Regions from separate parts of the Mus musculus genome. Here region 2 is linked to region 1. Evidence: chromatin contacts called from public Hi-C data. All regions are on one chromosome and are shown on one strand. The core of a region is the stretch at or near the end of the contact, and the rest is flanking DNA. Distances in the headings are between cores, read along the strand shown.

Region 1 (4,069 bases), core at 637-3,136:
CAGATACAGGCAAGCATAAACTATCAGACCAGGCGCCACAAAGACGCCACTGGTCACAGGAACCACATAATATTTTTCATGGAAATGAGATGATGGAAATGGTATTACAGTTGCAAGCAGTGTTATTTCCCACTCTTAGGATGTATCACAGATTGTCTGGGAGAGGGGAAGTGTAATCTTCCTCAGTGCGGGGTATAAAACCCTCTAATGAGAGGAGGCTCTGGGGGAAAGGCCACCTGCCAGAGCTTCCCTTTCCTCTCGGTACCACACACTGGCCCCAGCCCTAGACCCTCAAGAACCCTTTCAGTCAGGATCAGGATGGGCCCTAAACCATTCAGACTTACTCTTTTGTTAAATGAACACCTCCTTTCAAACCGCTATTGAAGACACCTTTTCCTCTTCCTCCAGCTAAGATCTGGGCTTTTAAAACAATTTCTTTTGCATCTGAAAAAGAAAAATCCAGACAGTAATTGTTTGAAATCCTTTCCTTATTTCATCTCTTCTTTAAAGGGGTAGGAAAAAAAGAAATAATAGTATAGGACTTCACTTCCACACAACTTTACTAAAAGCTCCTAAATCAACTTTCAAAATGAAGACAATGAGAAACTTCAAAATAACTAAAAAAGCTTGTTTACAGAGGACAGTCAAATACATCCACCAGTGTAGAGCCCAGATAGTCACACCTATGGAGAAAGCCAGGCTCGAGTTCCCTTGTCTTCTGAGTGTGCTAGATAAAGCTAGGGACACAGTACAACTTGTACTGTGTCATGACACTCCCATGTGGCAGAGGATCTAACTGTGAGCTTTGAGATGTCAGAGGGAGATGGGACTGGGTACGGAAAGGGTTTACAGACAAGACACAAAGGCTGACTTTAATAACTGGATTCCTGGAAACTAACAGTTTTCTGAGTAGTTGTTCTATATATTGACAGGGATGGCCAAGAAAGAAGGAAATGAATTAAAACTAAAAGCAAGCAATATTTTTCATAAAGTATTGGCAAAATGAAAAAAATCTCCTAGGGGAAAAGGGTTTGGGAATATTTGTTTCTCAGCTCATGCAAAGAAAGAATAAACTCCCTGCTCCCGACCTTTCAGACCAGAGTTATAAACTCAAGTGTGTCTATAGGCCTGGCAGAGAAGTGGGGTGAGAAGTCACCTACTGATAAATGGGGTCTTTAGCAAGCAAGAGCTCCCTTTCCCGATTTGGGGGCAGGAGGAATGCTCCAAATCAAATGCGTTAAAACAAACAAACAAACAAATGCACATGCCATGCATCTCAGGCCACAGCTGGCCTTGTGTTTGTGTGTCACCTTTATTTAAATCAGAGAATTGAATCATCTTCCATTAGGCTACCATGGTGTTCCTTGCTCAGATAGGTGATGTTAACCATAGGCCTCTGAGACTCAGCTTATTACTTGAAACAACAGTCAGGATTGTTTTAAGGATCAGAGGAGAGCACGCTGAGAGGGAGGTGGCTCAGTAGTTAAAGCGTTTGCTCTGTAAGCCTAAGGACCTGAGTTCTGATCCCCAGCATCCAAGTAAGGGCAATGGCACAAGCTTATTATCCCAGTGATGGGGAAGTAAAGACAGGAAGTCCCTGGAGTGCAGGAGCTGGCCAGCCTCTCTAAATCAGTGAGCTCCAGGCTCATCAAGGGAACTGATGGGGACTAACTGGGGAAAACACCCAGCATCAAGTCCACACCCTGCTGCACTCCCACGCACGCACACGCACTCTAAGCATTCAAACAAATGGATAAAAGCTTTAAAAATAACTGCCAAAGTTCATGTTGCATTCTTGGCTGCTTCAGTTTAGGAGTCATTGCCATTGATGCTCACAGTCAATCAGGCAAAGACTGAAGGTCAAAGATCCACCAAGGTTTTGTTCTAGGGAGCTATAACGAGACAGAGCACTCTGAAGGCATAGGGTCAGTGATCAGCCAGCCCGTGCAGAGGCTGCAGCTGCAGGGCTCATTTGCTGCTTTCCCTGCTGGACTCCTGTCTCTCACATAAACCTTTCCTCCCACAGACAAGGCTCAGCCAAAGCACAGCTCCTTCTTGGAACACAGCCCTGTCACGCCTTTGACTCTTGCTTCTGCCATCAACAGGAACCATCACATCAGCAGCCGATCCCTGACTTAAAACAAGGTGGCCACCCATAAGCTGGGTACAAACAAGCTATGGTCGCTGCTCACTCTCAGAACTCCCCAGAAGAGCGGCTGAGCCAAGTTAACTCACTGTTCATTAGGCTACTGCACGGGACAGCAGCCAGTCCATACACAGTGATACTGCACTGACAGAAACCTGGACTAAGATGCCCAACTCTAGGGCTAGGGGTGCACGCGCCTCAGTAGGAGAGCAAGCCCTGTGTTTCATATCAACGCTGTAAGACAATAAGCAAACAAAACTCTTGTAGAGGTACACAAAAGGATGGAAGAAGATGCCTGTCTGAAAAGAAGCACACAGTGCTAGAACAGCATGAAGACAAAACTCGGTAGAGGACCTGAAGTGATGACCTCCATGGCTGGTGTATTCACAAAGTATGAGGGCTATCACCGGAACGATTACTCTCAGTGACTGCCAAAAATGGTAGGGAAAGATGTTTCCTATTTGTCTTCTGAAGACTTCAAGGAGAGAAAATACTGTTTTGCTGTCTGCTCAACGGTGTAATTACAGCCCCTTCACATTCTTTAGAGCCTCAGGGTACCCCACTGTCATTATCATCTTCAATGCCCTTGTTGCTCAGGAGAGACGCTCTTCCCTCTCGGCTTTTCAACAGCACAACTGGAGTGCCAGGCAGCACCCCTAACTGGCTACTGATAAGTGGCACCCCAAAGGCTGATTAAAGCAGTTCTAGTCATCAACCTCCAAGACCCAGAAATGGCTGTAACCTTGATGGAATTTATCAACTGGCCTGTCACTCTCCGTCCTCGTGTCAGAGGTTTCCATGCCACCCTGGTGATAAGTCATGCAACCATTTTGGTAACTGAAGCCACATATCAGGACACTAATACTTGGGTTTGTTTTGTTTTGGAGTGTCACAGATAGAATCCAGGGATTGACCCATCCTAGCCCAGGCTAAGGATGTGCTCTGCCACTGAGCCATTCTGAGAGCTCCACCTCCAAGTCAGTGCAAATAGACAAACGGAAAAGGGAGTCTACTCAGTCTGCTATTTCCCACAACTTGTATACCAGTCAGAAATATGTTCATTAAAATAAGTAAATACTGAGTATGGGAACTGAGCTGCCTCTAGTAGTACATTAGATTCACGTCTTGAGGGAGACTCAAGAAGGGGTTTAATTCAACTAGTACTTACTCAAATGCATGGTAAGGGGCCAAATGCTACTCAAAGGACACCAGTCTCTTCCTTCAGTAGTTACCAAGTTCATTTCACTTACTGACATTCTTTCCTTTCATTGTAAAATCTGATTTTCCAAAAGTAAAAGCGCAGACAAATCTGGTTTTCTGAATATTGCCTCCTGTCTGGTACCGACCAGAATTACAGAGGAGCCCACATGTACAGCTCACGTAATCTGGATGAGTTTACTCAACCACAGTGTAAGAAGCAGGAAACTGTCTGCAGAAGCAGACTGCATACATACATTAATAGCCATAGGATTAGACTGCAGTTGGCCCACGTGGATCATCTTTACTCCTAAAGGTTATGTGTGGTGACCTCAGCAAGCAATGTGCCCACTGGATTTTATTCCTATCCCAGTAAGTTTCTGGTCATAAAACGCAGTTTGATAGAAATCACTTTATTGTGATTTTTATATACAGATGGGGAAAAAGCCATATTAGACATAGTCAACCTAGAGATACATATAAAATTCTCAAATAATCTCCAAACTTAGAGAACGTTATATAGAATTGCTTAGGAAGTCCTACTATGGTCTTGCATTACTCTGCTGGCTGAAAATGTTACCTCTATTTTGACTGTAAGTGTTATTTTGATTTATTCTGATAATACATTTTTGTACCAGGTTTATGGTCCCCCAAGTCTCATTCTACAAAGTGAATGCTCTTGGAAGCACTGTTAAATATAAATGAAAAAGTTAAAATCATTAAGAA
Region 2 (4,069 bases), core at 981-3,480, 340 kb after region 1:
CTTGCAAACTTTATATGCTCCAGTACAGGGGAACGCCAGGGCCAAAAAGTGGGAGTGGGTGGGTAGGGGGGTGGTGGGGAGGGTATGGGGTACCTTTGGTATAGCATTGGAAATGTAAATGAGGAAAATACCTAATTAAAAAAAAAGATCAGAATGGGGTCAGAATGGGATAAGAGAAAAGGATGATGGAATCCCATAAGACATGAAAACAGGAAGAAGAATTCTTTGGAGAGAAGGAACCAGAATGAAAAGAAGGCAGAGACGATAGAGGGCAGTGGTGGGGGAAGTTAGTAGGAAGCAAGCAGAATAATATCTGGCTATGAAGCCACCATGACATCTGAGCTGCTTTGAAAATGCTTGGCTCAGAGAGTGGCATTAGTAGGAGGTGTGGCCTTGTTGGAGTAGGAAGTGTGCCACTGTCAGGGTGGGATTTAGGAGCTTCTATCTGCCTGAGGATGCCAGAGTTCTGTTTGTCTTCAGAACAAGATGTAAAATCCTCAGCTCTTCCGGCAGTATGTCTGTCTGGACATTGCCATGCTTCCTCCTGTGATGAAAGTGGACTGAACCTCAGAACTTATAAGCCATCCCCAATTAAATGTTGTCCTTCATAAGAGTTGCCTTGGTCATGGTGTTTCATCTCAGAACGAAACCCTACTAATACAACACCCATCACTCTGCATGACAACTTTAAAAAAATAACACACTAATAAGGTAAGGTTTATTTTGCCTTATTATTTCAGAGTTTCTTGATCACCTGATTGATCATTTGACACCTGCCTATGGGCCTGTCAGAAAGGGATGGAATGACAGTGGGAATGTGTGTCAGAGGAAACCATTCACCTTAAATCTGAATGCTGATTTGGAATTTAGTTTCCATTATTCCCAATGAACATTTAGTTGCATAAATATTTATCTTCACTTTGCATGTCAATTGTTGCCCCCCCCCCCCACACACACACACTTTTTTGTGTCCCCAGCACTTTGGTCAATACATCCTGCTTCAGGATGACAAGCGACATTTTTCAACAGTGAATAAAGTGATAGAACACACAGATGCAGGAGTGAATGTTTGCCTGAAAGGAGTCAGTAACCCTAGCAGTGAAGGGATGTGAAAGGAGATGGATAAAAAGAAGAGCACAAGTAGTTTAGTTATAAGTCCATAATGCTCATTGAAGAAAAGAAACTGCCCAGTTTATAAGAAATGAGACAGCTTGGAATTTAACAGTTCTTGTCTGTCTTGAAAGGGCCGTAATTTGACTTTTTTTTTTTTAATAATAAAGTTTTAAAACAAATCTTTAATCTTGGTTTCAGGCTGCATGATTAGTCCTCTGCTTGATTGTTTAGGAAATGCCCATTTGTAAGGGAAAGTACACTTTGGAGTTTATGGCATTGAGAATTGGGCACGGAAGCAGGTCTAGATCTAACTGGGAGTTCAGGAGAAGGGAGCAGAGAAAGCTACAATGTAGTTTCTTGAGTCTTAAGGGGTGTGATTTATGGAAAAGGCTGATGTAGGATCAGGAAACTCCACTGTGTCCTAAGCATGGATCTCCTTTTGGAGAGAATTCAGGCATGCAGAGCTCTGATTTCTTGCAGGCCAATGAGTAGAAATTCTGAAGTAATAATGGTAATTACAGTATCGGACATTTACTAAGCATTTATATTATGCATGTAGGTTGAGTTTCCTCTTCATGAGCTTTTATTAATCTCTGATACTTCTCACATACAAGGGCCAAGGTGTTCTGTAGCAGGTATTTTAAAGGCTTTGTGTTTTGTTGAGTTCCCGTTAAGACTAAATTCTCTCATCACAGGAGAGAAGTGATCATAGCTAATATGTAAATTAGTGGGTGTGGCTTACGATAAAGAATTGTTGCTATGTACTGAGGCAGTGGGCTCCATTTATCAATTCCAGAAGCATACCATTGAGTTTAAATTTCTAGACCCGAGACTCAAATGCAAACCTGTCTGAGCCAATACCCACTCTCTCAGCCATTCATTAGATGGCTTGATATCAGGCTTCAGAAGGATAACATCGGAGGAAGAATGGAATATATATTGCAAGGAAAAAAAATTGAAGGCTGGAGACAAGTCCAGATGACAAAAATCCACATGAGACTTGCTGGCATGTAAAAGAAAGATGTCGCAGTAGGGACTGATGAGAGAAGGTGGCTAGGAGTTTAGGGAATGTAATCCTGACTTGGCCACTCATGGGTTATATAACGGTAGGTTAGAACTTTGAATGCTTAGATAAGGGTTGCTGGAACATTTTGGAAAACTAGCTCATGCTATCCTACTTGTGAGCCATAGCAGCTAAAAATGAGCCCCAGCTCTTTACAAGATGGACCAGCCTTGCCTTTGTGGACCAAGACACCAATTCTCTCCACATATGGAAAAAATACATTGAGTGTGAGTATGATTTTCCTGGTCCAGCCTGCTCTTCCTGTGGATTCTCATTATTTTTTCAACATGGGCCTATCTTTTTTACTTGAGTCATCCCCTGACTTCTTACTAATCAGTAACTAGGGTTGTAACCACTTGGCACAATTCCCTACAGGAACTCTGCAATACGAAACAAACTGTGTCATTCACATAAACACTCTTGGAACTACAGATTGTTTGCAGGGCTAAGGGCAAGTTTTACATGCTTTCAAATCAGGGCTAATGCTTTTACCTCCTCTCCCCCTATGTTGTCCAGCTCAGGGAGATGGCACAAAGTCTATCAGTGGCAGGATGCCCAAGCCTTTCCTGAGTCTCTCTTTGGAAACAAATCTCTCCTTTTCCCAGTATATTGCCTTCTGTGCTTGTATTCCAGAACTAGCCAGGGCTCATCTTAAATCAGAGTTGTTTATGTGTGCATTTGTCTTCTCAACTGGATTGTGGGGAGGTGGGGAGCCAAAGGCAGTAATATCTCATTTGCTTTTTCTAATTTGGGTCAGCATGAAATGGGTTTGCAGTTGAATCTAAGATCAGATGGAAAAGGATCCAGATATCATGAGGACAGGGGACTGAGGGACCATTAGCCCTTTCAGAACAATATAGTAGAGATAATGCTTTTTATGTTTTTACAAGGTATTTGAATCTACTAGAATACATAGGTAATAGATTATTAAAATAGGTTATAAAATAGTGAATGTAAAATAGGTAGTACTTTAATAATAAAAATACTGAATTGTAGACATTTTTCAATATTTTAGTAGAAGATTTTTGCTGCTTGGGGAATATAAAGAACAGAGATGATACAAAGACAAAGCCAACACAATTGCTCTCTCTAGAGAAACTGCAAATGCCAGACACTCACTTATGCTGGCAAGGACTGTCTTAGATTCCCGGCAAGGGCTAATGACAGTCTTGGCAAGTCGGGTGCATCTCACTGTGTTTGGTGTCTTACTTGGGATCACCAAAGGAGGAGACATGGAGATGGGGTTGCAAGGTTCTTCATGTGGAAAGTATCAAGAAGTCCAAGTGAAAACTAACAAAAAACCAAACAAAGAATCAGGGAAATGGAGGGCATGGATTAGGATCCCTTAGAGATCATGAGTGACTAGATTACCACCACAGTAGAGAGGTGGGTCTAAGTCTTCTTAGTGCCATCTGAAGATTCTTCTAGAAAGTATGTAAGTAGTGCTACAGTGAGAAAGAAGGGGAGCTATCTCCATCCATCCATGGTTCAGCATGCACTCCCACCCTCACCCCCACCTCCACCCCCTGCTGCAATGAATTGCTTGGTTGTGTTTCTATGGAGTGTTTATATGGCAAAGCAGAAAGGCAGGGCAGTGGGAAATGGCCAGTTTCCTGGGGACCTGCCATCATAGTGGCAGGTCTTCTTGGGATGGACAGGGCATCACCATTGGCTGTCCCAAGTGCGGGGTTAGAGTCAAGGGAAATGCCCTAGTCGTGGTCCCTCTCTTAGTGATGAAACCCTGGCCGAGGATCTCAGGGTCTGGTTAGCCCAGGTTCACTGGCAGTGTGCTGTTGTCCTAAGACACAGATGTTTCCTCATCTAACTTCATGTTTCCTCCATACTGGTAGGGTTGGAAGGAGAAATAGAATTGTCTAGGATAAAAAAAAATTA

Evidence for each region. A called contact is a pair of places that touch in the nucleus more often than the background predicts.
Region 2: a Hi-C map of liver shows a contact between it and region 1, with 4 times the contacts expected there. The contact joins two enhancer-like sites.

Annotation. Positions count from the first base shown.
Region 1 is chr6:95,595,310-95,599,378 of GRCm38.p6, forward strand. It overlaps Suclg2 (succinate-Coenzyme A ligase, GDP-forming, beta subunit), which reads right to left. Exons shown (of 11, transcript NM_011507.3): 3 at 345-444. Among named protein-coding and RNA genes, the nearest start is that of Suclg2, 120 kb to the right of the region's middle. Within about 2 kb of position 1,887, at least 18 of the 459 cell types and tissues checked have an H3K27ac peak or open chromatin away from gene starts, as enhancers often do. A contact at or near this core is called in liver, where this site is marked.
Region 2 is chr6:95,932,186-95,936,254 of GRCm38.p6, forward strand. No RefSeq gene overlaps it. Among named protein-coding and RNA genes, the nearest start is that of Gm38864, 29 kb to the left of the region's middle. Within about 2 kb of position 2,231, at least 10 of the 459 cell types and tissues checked have an H3K27ac peak or open chromatin away from gene starts, as enhancers often do. A contact at or near this core is called in liver, where this site is marked.